Regions from separate parts of the Mus musculus genome. Here all the other regions are linked to region 1. A link is a contact called in public Hi-C and HiChIP or PLAC-seq data. All regions are on one chromosome and are shown on one strand. Each heading gives the region's core, a stretch centred on a gene start, on an enhancer-like site or on the middle of the called end of the contact. The rest is flanking DNA. Distances are from core to core; before and after follow the strand shown. Region 1 overlaps Gm41253 (a long non-coding RNA gene). Region 2 overlaps Mbnl2 (muscleblind like splicing factor 2). Region 3 overlaps Rap2a (RAS related protein 2a).

Evidence for each region. Hi-C and Micro-C count contacts between places; a contact is called where the count stands out from the background. HiChIP or PLAC-seq counts read pairs in DNA pulled down with a chosen protein or histone mark.
Region 2: a contact with region 1 is called in an H3K4me3 HiChIP or PLAC-seq map of bone marrow-derived macrophages, with 8 times the contacts expected there. The contact joins two enhancer-like sites. A contact is called at or near these places in 8 of 484 Hi-C or Micro-C datasets (bone marrow-derived macrophages, cerebral cortex, cortical neurons and 3 more), 1 of 115 datasets of contacts at active chromatin or transcription factors (bone marrow-derived macrophages) and 1 of 9 other capture datasets (bone marrow-derived macrophages).
Region 3: a contact with region 1 is called in a Hi-C map of bone marrow-derived macrophages, with 21 read pairs. The contact joins two enhancer-like sites. A contact is called at or near these places in 5 of 39 promoter capture datasets (the 3T3-L1 cell line, hippocampal neurons, liver and 1 more), 12 of 484 Hi-C or Micro-C datasets (the STO cell line, adipose-derived mesenchymal stem cells, bone marrow-derived macrophages and 8 more) and 8 of 115 datasets of contacts at active chromatin or transcription factors (bone marrow-derived dendritic cells, bone marrow-derived macrophages, embryonic basal ganglia and 4 more).

Annotation. Positions count from the first base shown.
Region 1 is chr14:120,760,763-120,764,464 of GRCm38.p6, forward strand. It overlaps Gm41253 (a long non-coding RNA gene), which reads right to left. Exons shown (of 6, transcript XR_874981.1): 6 at 1,349-2,258. Among named protein-coding and RNA genes, the nearest start is that of Gm25781, 36 kb to the right of the region's middle. Within about 2 kb of position 2,104, at least 61 of the 459 cell types and tissues checked have an H3K27ac peak or open chromatin away from gene starts, as enhancers often do. A contact at or near this core is called in bone marrow-derived macrophages and microglia, where this site is marked.
Region 2 is chr14:120,419,950-120,423,651 of GRCm38.p6, forward strand. All of the region lies in intron 7 of Mbnl2 (muscleblind like splicing factor 2), which reads left to right. Among named protein-coding and RNA genes, the nearest start is that of Gm26679, 33 kb to the left of the region's middle. Within about 2 kb of position 1,567, at least 2 of the 459 cell types and tissues checked have an H3K27ac peak or open chromatin away from gene starts, as enhancers often do. A contact at or near this core is called in bone marrow-derived macrophages, where this site is marked.
Region 3 is chr14:120,494,717-120,498,418 of GRCm38.p6, forward strand. The region is part of intron 1 of Rap2a (RAS related protein 2a); the gene reads left to right. Among named protein-coding and RNA genes, the nearest start is that of Rap2a, 18 kb to the left of the region's middle. Within about 2 kb of position 1,700, at least 44 of the 459 cell types and tissues checked have an H3K27ac peak or open chromatin away from gene starts, as enhancers often do. A contact at or near this core is called in bone marrow-derived macrophages and microglia, where this site is marked.

The DNA.
Region 1 (3,702 bases), core at 854-3,353:
CCCTCCAGTGCAGGGTGTAAACTGAATGGGTAAAGAGCCCCTTCCACTTCACTCACTGTCTTGGGAGCAACACATAATTAATGACAGACCACAGGCATGGATAGATGTATGAATGAATGAATGAATTAGCAAGCAGTAGATGATACTAGAGAGGTTATTAAGAGCTAAGACTTGAACCCAAATAATTGTTTGGTATTAAAACCAAGTTCTTTACCATTACACTCACCAACATAAGAGGTAAACCTATTGTCAGAGGGAACTTGCTGCCGCTGCTGACATCATAAAGAGATGCCTGGCCTTGGTTCTGTAGAGAGCATCCTGAGTGGGTTTACTAGACGAGCTAGGGTAAAATATCCTTTCCAGTGCTGCTCACACGCAGAAATGGCTCTTGTGCAAGGGGCTACACATCATCCAAGTCTCGAGTAAGCATCAATAATTAGAGCATCTTCAACAAGAGTGTCCAGTTGGACTGATTACAAATAACCGCTTCTTACTCAAAAAGCATTTCCACTGCATAAAGTATTCATATTTGCAATTCTTAATGAAAAATACATTTCACAAAATCTGACTCTCAATATAATGCGGATATAGAAGCATACATAGCTCTCTCAATGGTCAGAAAAGCATTTTTAACGGCTACTGTAAGAGAGTGGGGAGTTAATTAGAAAAAGTATAGGAGGCAAAAACAAGTTAGGAGCATACTAAAATGTTTTCTTTTTTACTTCTTTGTAATTTTCAAGTGGCTTGATTTTTTTACATACATATACCATGTTTCCATAACTCTTAAATTTAAAACCATCTCCTCTGTATACCAAGAATACAATGTGTACTAGTTGAGAATGCACTTGCTAAGATCTCCTTTACCAGAATTTAATATTAATTCACATATTTATACTTACAAAAGTATATATTTTACAATTGCTTTAGAATGAAATTAATTCATATACTTTTACACATATTTATGCATATCTCAGTAACAACTCCTATCAGTAGGATCTCTAAAACCAAAATAAAATTTAAAACTACTGTCCAAAATAAATAAAACAAATATTAGAGATGATGTGAAGAAATTGGAACCCTTTTACACTGAGAGCAGGAACGTAAAATTGTTTGACCTCTGAGGAAAACAGTGTGATAATTTCTAAAAATACTAAAAAATAAAATAAAATAGTTCTAGGGCCTGGCAAGATGTCTCAGTAAATAAAAGCACATGCCTGACATCCAGATTTGACCCCCAAACTCACAGTGGGGGAAAGAAACAACTCCCACAAGTTGTCCTCTGACCTCCCCAAGTGCACACACACAAACACACACACATGCACATGCTTACACATACATAAACATACATATATACATACATACATACATACATACATACATACACACACATGCACACACATACACAGACACACAGAGAGAGACATTCATGCGCTTTCTCTTCCTGGAGCTCGAATGGTGAAAACAGATTCAAACAGATCAATATTTTAGAAAAAAGTGCAATGAGACATGCTCAAGGACTGGGCAGGCATGGCCTGTGACTGTCAGGTGACCAAGCCAGGCCAGCGCCCTTGCAGCAACAGGGGAGACTGGGTGAACCACGGGGTTGGTTTGTTTTCCCACTGGTGTCCTTCACCATTTATTTAACTGTGACTCAGTGAGGTCCAGAAATCTGCAGCGTTTTAGTGAAGTGAAACAAAACCGGATTAACAAACCAGCTCAGTGCCTTTGCTGACACACTGGTAGAATGTCTCGGGTCTTTTCTGCAAATTCTTAGTTTCACATTACTATCATTTGCCATGAGTTAAACAAAGCAACTTTGTTAAATGTGCATAAAAGCATTTGCAGTTGAGATAATAAATAAGTGACTGTTTCCATTAGAGAGCACAACGCCCTGCTTCTAGACTTTCAGCTGATGGCTGATGGATGAATAAATACATCGAAACTATGACAGTGACAGTTCTGAGCTAGTTAAGAAACAATTGCTTGGGGATCAGAAGCGACGAGGCTGAAGAGATGGCTCAGTAGGTCAGAGCAGTTGCCACACAGTCAGGTTTGGATCCCGGCATCCGTATAAATGCTGGAGGTGGCTGCGTACAACTCTAACCCCAGCGCTGTGGGGAGTGAAGACAGGACCGCTGGGGCTTGCTGGCCACCAGTGAGAAAGGAGAGCACGCCCAGTTCCATAGCTGGTCACATGACCGCTTTCAACCACGTGGCAAAGGAACACCTCAATGAGGAAGTGAAATTTCAGCAAATGCCTGAAAGAAGCAAGCAGTGGCCTGAGAATAGACTCCTACATAGAACTACTCAGACTGGAGAAAGCCTGATGTGTTCAGACAACGTGTGTGGTTGGAGCAAAGTCAGCTGCAAGACAAAATGAGCTAATATTTCTCTTCTTAATTAATTAATTAATTAATTACATCTCAAATGTTGCCTTCCTTCCCTCAAATGTTGTCTCTTAGAGGACAGCCCCCATCCTGCATCCCATAATCCAGACACATCAAGTCTCTGCAGAATTAGGTGCATTCTCTCTGATTGATTGAGACCAGAAGTGGCAACCCTCTGTTACTTAAGTGCTAGGGCCTCAGACCAGCCCGTGTGTGCCCTTTGGTTGGTGAGCCAATATTTCAAAGCGTTCTGTGAGAGAGTCAGCATTTACTCCTGTGGCCCTTAGTGGTGATGTGTCTTGACTGCCATCCTGGGACGCAGAGAGCTACCTGGCCTAATCTAGCTCTGGGCTCCATTAGACAATGTCATATTAGGAAACCTGACTCAGTCCCCAACCTGTTGCCTCAGTTGCTTTCTGTTTCTGTGATGAAACACCATAACCAACCTGGGGAGGGAAGGATTTGTTTGACTTGCTGGTCCATCATCAGGAGAAGTTAAGGCAGGAACCTGGAGATAGGTCCGGAAGCAGAGTCTGTGGAACGGCGTTGCTTACTGGTCTGCTCCCGGTAGCTTGCTCTGTTTGCTTCCTTATGGAACCCAGAACCAACCACCTGCCCAGAACAGCGCCACTCGTAATGGGCTAAATATTCCCACATCTATCAGTAATCAATAAAACACCTTACAGGCTTGCCTATGGGCCATTCTGATGAGGGTATGTCCTCAATTGAGGGTTCCCCTCCCCAGATGACTCTAGCATGTGACAAGTTGACCAAAGCCTGGCCAACACGCCCACTCTGTGTTAAAACTCAGCTCTATAATTCCCAGCTGGCATCCGTTCCAGGTTGAACAGCAGTTGTGAGTCATAAGGATAGAGTCCAGGAAGGGGGCCCTGCTTCAGAAATCTAACCTGAAACTCCTAGGAAAGCAGAAGCAAAATGTATCCCACGGAGAACCCACGTCCTTACCGTGATGCACAGCTCATCCAAATAACTGGACAGAGAGAGAGTTTCTGCAGCTGTGGCAGGTTTAACAATGATGTCACCTCATCTCAAGCAATTCACATTTTAAATAGCGTCAGTAAATCCAAAGATGGAAGAACACACTGGCAATAAGGCAGCCATTTGTTCATAAATACGTCTCGATTTCCTTAAAGTGGGGCCCACAAAGGACCCAGCTCAGGGGTAATTGAACTGTGCTGTTCTGGGTGCCTCAGTTTTTTTTTTTTTCAGCAAATTGGCCACTTTCTTTCTAAATGTCCCCCTGGGACTCAGAAGACATTAAACACAATGACGATGCTTGCTGGAGACCATAATC
Region 2 (3,702 bases), core at 317-2,816, 340 kb before region 1:
AATATTCTAAATGTTTTAGGATATTTGCTTTAATAATATGGCCCCAGTTTTATATATTTTGATACAGTAGGAAATGTAGCCTTCTTTAACATATACAGAAAGCATATTTTTAAAGTTCTTTGGCCAGCAGCTTTGGTGCTTGGTTTTCCTGTAGGAACAGCCCTGGTGTTATGGCTCCAAGCTTACCCAGAGATGCTCTGAAAGGGGAGCGTCCTATGAATGGAGACAGGGTCTTTCAAAGACAGGTTCTCCATGGCATTCTTTCTGAGCGGACTCCTTAGGTAAGCTCAGTCCTCGGTGCTCTCTGCAGAAGTCCTAACCACAGCAGTCCCTCCAGGTGCCCTTTCCAGCTTTGTTCAGCCCATGGCATGGTCACTAAGGGACGCCTGTGTAACAGTACTGGAAAGTTCAGTGTGGTGCAAGCCTGGGGTGTGGAGATATGGCTCAGTCAGTAAAGAGCTTATCATGTGAGTTTGAAAACACTAGCTTGAACCTGCAGCATCCACAAACAAAGCTGAGCATAGGGGCGTGGATGCATGATCCCAGCACTGGGGAAACTCAGGCGGAGATTCTGGAGCCCAAAGGCCAGAATCAGGCTAGCCAAATCAGTGAGAGACCCTGTCCCCTCAAATATGGTGATGAGCAATTGAGGAAACACCCTGCCTGTATGGACCTCTAGCCTCCACATTCATGCACACACATATACACACACATGCATGCGTGCACACATGCATTCACATACACCCCCCATGTATATATATGTATGCATGCATTCACACCACACACATGCATGTATTCACACCATACACATGCACACACACACATGCATTCACATCACACACATGCATGCACACTCATCCATACACACACATAAGTGCATACATGTATGTATTCACAACACACACACACACACACACACACACACACACGTAGACAACTAGTTCCTGGGCAGCTATGGCTTACCCTGCCTGCTTCCTTTCTTCCTGGTTCTCATTTGACCCCTCAGGTCTAAGGTGTTAAGTTTTTCCTTCTTTCACAGCTGCATATCAAACATAATCTCATAGCTATTCTTCATAAATAAGCACTCTTCAATATTTTCAATAACACCAGGGAAAAAGATCAAGAAAAGAAAAGAAGTTGGGGGGGAGCTGCCTTATCCTTTTACCTTGCCCCTTAGTGTATGTAAGAGCCAGTCATTCTTAGGGGACATATATTAGAATCTCATATACTTTCAATTACAACAGAGTACAATATGTTAGTGGAAGATGAGCTGAGGCTAGCCCTCCTATCTCAGAGTAAAATGAAAAAAAAATGAGCCTTGGGATTCTCCCACAGGTGGAAGACAGAAGCCGGGACTAGCCTGGGAAAGAGAAGCCTTGCTGTCAGGTGCACGAAGAAAGCCCTGTCTTGATTCTTACCCCAGTGGATAGGCTAGCCCTGCACCCCCATCATGAATGTGTGAAGAGAATTCCAATCCTGTGACAGGAAAACTCAGTGCCCTAAGGACAGAGGACATGGATGATGAGCCATCTGTAAGGGGAAGTGACTGATCTTCCCCTTTAGTTTGCAATATCAAGCATTCCTAAGCCCCTTATTTCCCTACATTATACATTATTACATTATCATATTTCAACCACATTATAGTTGTGGACACCATTTTTTAAAGCCATCTAAGTGATTTTATTTATATGGCATTTGAAAACATGGGGAGGGGCGGGGGAGTTGTTTGTGGTGAGCTTGTGATATGTGGCTTGGGAAGAAACTATCTAACTGAATCAGTCATTCTGGGGTAACCGTGAGTGTTTCAGAGCACACATGCAAGGACCAGTCTTGTCTTAGTGTGAGAACCCTCCAGCAATAGCTTCAGAGGCCCTGGATTTCGAGGCCATGATCAAAGTCACACTGCAATGCACCCAGGGGTCTAGATGCTTCCACATAGGACTTGTTTAATAGGACACGTGGATGCTTGATCCCAAGTCAGGAACTTCCACTTACAGATTTTATCTATGTAATATGCCCGTGTGGGCCTTGGTCAATAATTTAATGAGGGTGGCGTTAACATTTTTCATATAGAAGACCCAGTTACTAATATTTTATATAACAGTTTTTTTTAATATTAAAACATATTCCTAAAGTCTTCCCTTTATTAACCACAGAACGGAGGGGGAAACGTTCGGCACCAGTGAAGATAGAGTCTGTGTTCCCAGCACACACCTGTGATCCCAGCATACACCTGTGATCCCAGCATACACCTGTGTTCCCAGCACACACCTGTGTTCCCAGCACACACCTGTGATCCCAGCATACACCTGTGTTCCCAGCACACACCTGTGTTCCCAGCACACACCTGTGTTCCCAGCACACACCTGTTTCAAGAGTAGTGGATTAGAGGCAGAATGGTCAGAACTTCAAAGTCATACTTAACTACACAGCAAGTCTGAGGCCAGCCTTGGGCTAAATGAGACCCTGCCTCCAAATTAATTTTAAGATAACCTTTTGACACATCCTTCCATGTGTGGCAATCAGAATACTGTGTGGGTTTTGCCTCTCTGGAAACATCAGAAATGGACACCATTTTTGGTGACAGTAACAGCTGCTATATAAGAGACTTGTGTGGCTATAGAGCAAAGAAGAAGAGAAAAAGAACAGTAATAGGTGTGAGCAGGGCGTCGTAAAAAGAAGGCAGAGAAGAGAGGGATTGGGAAACACCTCATCAACGGAGCACATCTTAGCATGGACAAGACCATAGGTTCAGTCCCCATCACAGAAAAAGAAGTAAAGAAATAATATCCAATGGTAGAAAACAGGCAAGTCTCTGTTATACTTTAAAGGAAATAAGTTCTGTTTCAGAAAATAGGGAAATGTCCTTTAGAGCCCTGTGACCATGGGGAAGGTCTTCTAACATATTTGCCACATTTAGACATTTTCCTCCAGTGGAATTTTGGTTTGCTGGCCACATCTTCCTGTGTGATTCTGGCCCCAGCCTGGAGAACTGTTCTTTTCATCTCTATATGACAAGAAGTGAAGACAGTTTGTAGCAATAATGTATTTTCCCAAGATATTTCACATATCACCAAAGGCTACAGTGTCTTTTGCAGTCTTAGGGGCTTTGCTCTTGCCTGCATTGCCTGCTATCCCATAGTTCAGCTGATGGTCATGTGTGAATGAGGCACTGTCTTCAGTTTCTTCCTCTTTATTCATCCATTCAACCAGATACTGCTGATTCCTGTGTGCCCAGCCCTCATCCTAGACACCAGGGGCATAAAGATGAGTTCTCTAACTTCCCTTCTGGGGAATCTGCTGAGGACTCGGTTAATGTACCTACCTGAAAATATCCACTACAACCTGAAGTTTTTGGTACCAAGAACCTTTGAGGTTCTACACAAATATTTTATAAGGTATATTTTATCTACCACTCCAAAGTCAGCATAAAGACAGCTCTTGATGGCTAATCACAGGGGAAATGTAAGGAAAACAATCCCTTGTTCTTCTTAAGTTGTTTTGGGTTTGGGTTCATGAATGTACCCACTGAGATGTCTTCCACATCTCATCAAACTAAGCAAAGCCATTCTTAGTGAGCAGAGTATTTGAGCTGCCATCTCCGAAGATACAGCTTTGAATCTTGGCAATGAGTGTTTTCTGTAGGGGGTGTAAATTTTTCTAGAAGCCACATAGAGACTTACCCTTTTGAGAGTAATTCAG
Region 3 (3,702 bases), core at 450-2,949, 270 kb before region 1:
ACTTTTGCTACTTCAGATCTAAAGTTCTGTTTTCATAACCTGAGCAGTCAGTGTCATGAGAGTGGCTCTGGACTGCCTAGTGTGGTTTGTATGACTGTTTCCATTTCTGTCAGAGCCTTTGTTTTATAGAAATCTTTGTTTTATTGAAATCTGGCATTTATGCTTGTTTGATTTCTGGGTGTTTTGAGGTAAGATCTTGGCTAGCCCAGGCTGACCTTGAACTCATGGTAGTCCTCTTACCTCAGCCTCCCCAGGGCTAAGGTTAAAGGCATGAGCTGCCATATCTTGTGGCTGTTTTAGCTTTAAGTTTTTCTTGGTGGTGGTGGGGGAGGGTATCTATTGATTAATTATTTAGAGGAAAGAAAGAAATATATTTAAGTCTTTTCATGAGAATTGATGTGTTCTCTCAGGCAAGCACTCCTTTGCTCATAATTCCTAATGCCTTAGCTCTTCATAGTTTCAAGCATCTTTAAGCCCACCTCATTTAGGGGTAACTTTAACAAAATTATTTATTTCTGACACGGGGTGCTGAGAAGGTATGCACTCTGGTATAACGGAGACACGATTGCTCACGCAGCTCCCGTTCATACAGCTGTCAGTCTGGTCATCCAAGAGTTGGCCTGCCTTTAACCGTAGATCTCAAATCCAACATTCACTTAAAGGTGAAATGTGTGTGTTATGTTTCAGCACCGTGTCTGACTCTGGCCAACTGCTGTGGCCTACCTCATTGTGGGTCTCTGTGTGTGTCTGTGTATGTCTGTGTCCATGTCTGAGTGGTGTGTCTGTATATGTGTGTGTGAAATGTCCGTGTGTCTGTGTCTGAGTGTATATGTGTGTATGGTGTGTGTGTGTGTGTGTGTGTGTGTGTGTGTGTTGCTTTTAGCAGACTCAACCAGTTTGATTCCCACTCAGTTCTGATGACAAGGCTTCAGGCTTGTACTTGAAAATACCTCCTCACAGATCCACATTCCTGGCATGAATTGTCGTTACTTCTAATGATAAAGAGCCAGTTGAATGCAATCATAGCTACATTTTATAATTTTTTTTTCTTTTTTTGGGTGAGACAGGGTTTCTCTGTGTAGCCCTGGGTGCCCTAGAACTCACTTTGTAGCCCCGGCTGGCCTCGAACTCTGCCTGCCTTTGCCTCCTGAGTGCTGGGATTAAATGTAAACCACCCAGTTTACATTTCCCCCTTTAATGTGGGTTTGGAAATGCTGCAGCATCTTGGGTCTCCTAAAGATTTGTGGTGCACTTTGGAGTTGTGATCCTGAAGGAAACTTCCAGAACTATTGTCATTTTCATGTCCAGGGTCATGCTGTTCTCTAATGTTGGCCTTCCCTAGTCGAGGATAGAGATTCAGTGGCACAGCAGTGATTGGCAGGATTCAGCTAAGTAACAGACCTACTGACCAACCTAACTGTGCATGCTATATTATTGGAACATGATTCCCCACGTCCGTGTGTCCTCAGTATATAGTATAACCTCCTGAAGGTTTCTCTGCTATCCTGATTGAATGAGAACTTGTTTAACTATGTTACCAGTCTCCTCCCTTCAGTCTATTTTTTACTGAGGTAGACTTTGATGCAGTAGAGTAGACACTCCTTAACCCTTAGATCCATAGCTGGATGCTGTGCCGAGGACTCACAGCCCCTCCCACCTGCACTTCTCTTCCCTGCACTCAGCGTCTCTGGGTTCCTGTGAACTTGCATGGCATACATACCACAGAGACTCCTTCCACACCCTGCAGACCACAGAGCCTGTTCTGGCCAGAAGTAGAGTTTCTCTCAGAGTTTTAGCTCTGCACAGGGTTCTCACAGAACGACTAGATAAAAAGAGACGGGAAGAACTGGAAACCTCCCACTCCCTTTGGCCCCTTTCCTGATTCTGTTAGTTAGAAAAACAGTGGAGTATTTGTTTCCTGTATCTTGTTGCACTTTTTCTGGGCGTTTGTTACCTTGGTCTTGCACATGGTGCTGGGGTGGCTTTTTAATGCATGGAAAATGCCTGTGAGTTTCTTTCTATCGTCACTTGGGCCACCCTAATAGAATTGGAGGGTTCGATGTCAACCCTCATAATTTCTGTGAGAAAGCTGACATTTACATAAGTTGCATGGAGCCCCTGACAGCTCTAAACACACTCTTGGTGTCATCTTGTTTAGCTTACGTTACGCTTTTCACTGGACAAGTTCAGTGTCCACTCAGACCCTGGAGGGAGTCAAAGCAAAGGTGTGACAGAGAGAAGCCGTTAGAATGATGGGAATGACGAAAGCATCTGAGAACTAACAAGTTTAGAGGAAGTGTGCACCCTTGCTTAGCCCTGCCCTTCTTCCCAGCTCAGTACTGGACAGGGGATGGCGCCAGGCCTGGAGGTGGCTATATTCTTAGCATTCAGCACTGTGAGTGCTGTATAAATTCCTGCTGTCCACTGGAGATTCTGTGTGCAGCCACACAGCAGTTTGATGAACTCATCAATGGGTTTTGCTAATTCAAAGGCTTTAAAAGGAAAAAAAAGAACATGCATAGGGGTTTAAAAAATATACATTTTATATACCTTTTGGTGCAGAAATCACACTTACAAGGACATTCATCAGATTGCTGGTTATGTTTGCCAAAAAATGGCACTAATGATAATAAGAGTAAATTAGGATATGGTTTTAGGAGATACATACATACATATATGTTATATATGTGGATATATGCATATTATATCTATGTATCAGTCTTAAAATGTTATACTGTTTGGCCATCATGATATGCTGTATTTATTGAAATTAAGAACTCCATAATATTAAGCAAAAACAAACTACTAAATGGTTTGATCTCTTCGTATAAAAATGTATTCTTCTGTTAATATGCATGAGTAGGAGAAGTCTGAAAGTTTATATACTAAAATAGTTATGGTGCTCATTCTCACAAGGGAGATTAAGAGTCTCAGTCTCTCTCCCTCTCCCTCCCCCTCTCCCCCCTCTCCCCCTCTCCCTCTCTCCCTCTATTCTTCCCCCTCCTCTTTCTCTCCTTCTCCTCTCCACTCCTTCTCTCCCTTTCCCCCTCCCTCTCCTCCTCCCTCCCTCCCTCCCTCCCTCCCTTCCTCCCTCCCTCCCTCCTATTTAAATATTGGTGGGAATTAAAACAGAAGTTAGGGCCTGTGAAGGGGAAGGATGCAGACGTCCCAGGTCTGAACACAGCAAACTTTTAAACTCTTGAATTCTTAACACTAACATTTAACGAACAGACAGAAGGACATAGCCAGCTGCCCATAGCATGAATTCTGTGTCATGGGAGGTGTTCAGAACACTGCAGAGACATCTGGCAAGGGTGGCCACAGAGTGGCTGACACATTTGAGTATTGCTCTTTGCCTCAGGCCTTTTTAAGAGAGGAGATTTTAACACTGGGGAGAAAATTGAAAAAGGGAACTAAGAAAAACCTTTCTAGTTCTCTTCCAAACTCAAAGAGAATTCTATTCCAACCAGCTTATGAGCAAGAAGAGCCTGATGAAAACCCCTGTGAGACACGCCCTCCTCTTAAGTGCTAAGTATGATAGCCTCAAAGGAGGCCAGTGGGACTGACTGCATAGATCTTGCTAGTTTACCCTGATGAGCTAGTGAAGACAAGAGCCTTGATTTTAGACTTGCTGCATGTGAGGTCATAGATGGTAGGCGTAGGGTGCCATTTGGGATCAGCGTCACCGATGAGTCTGCTGGT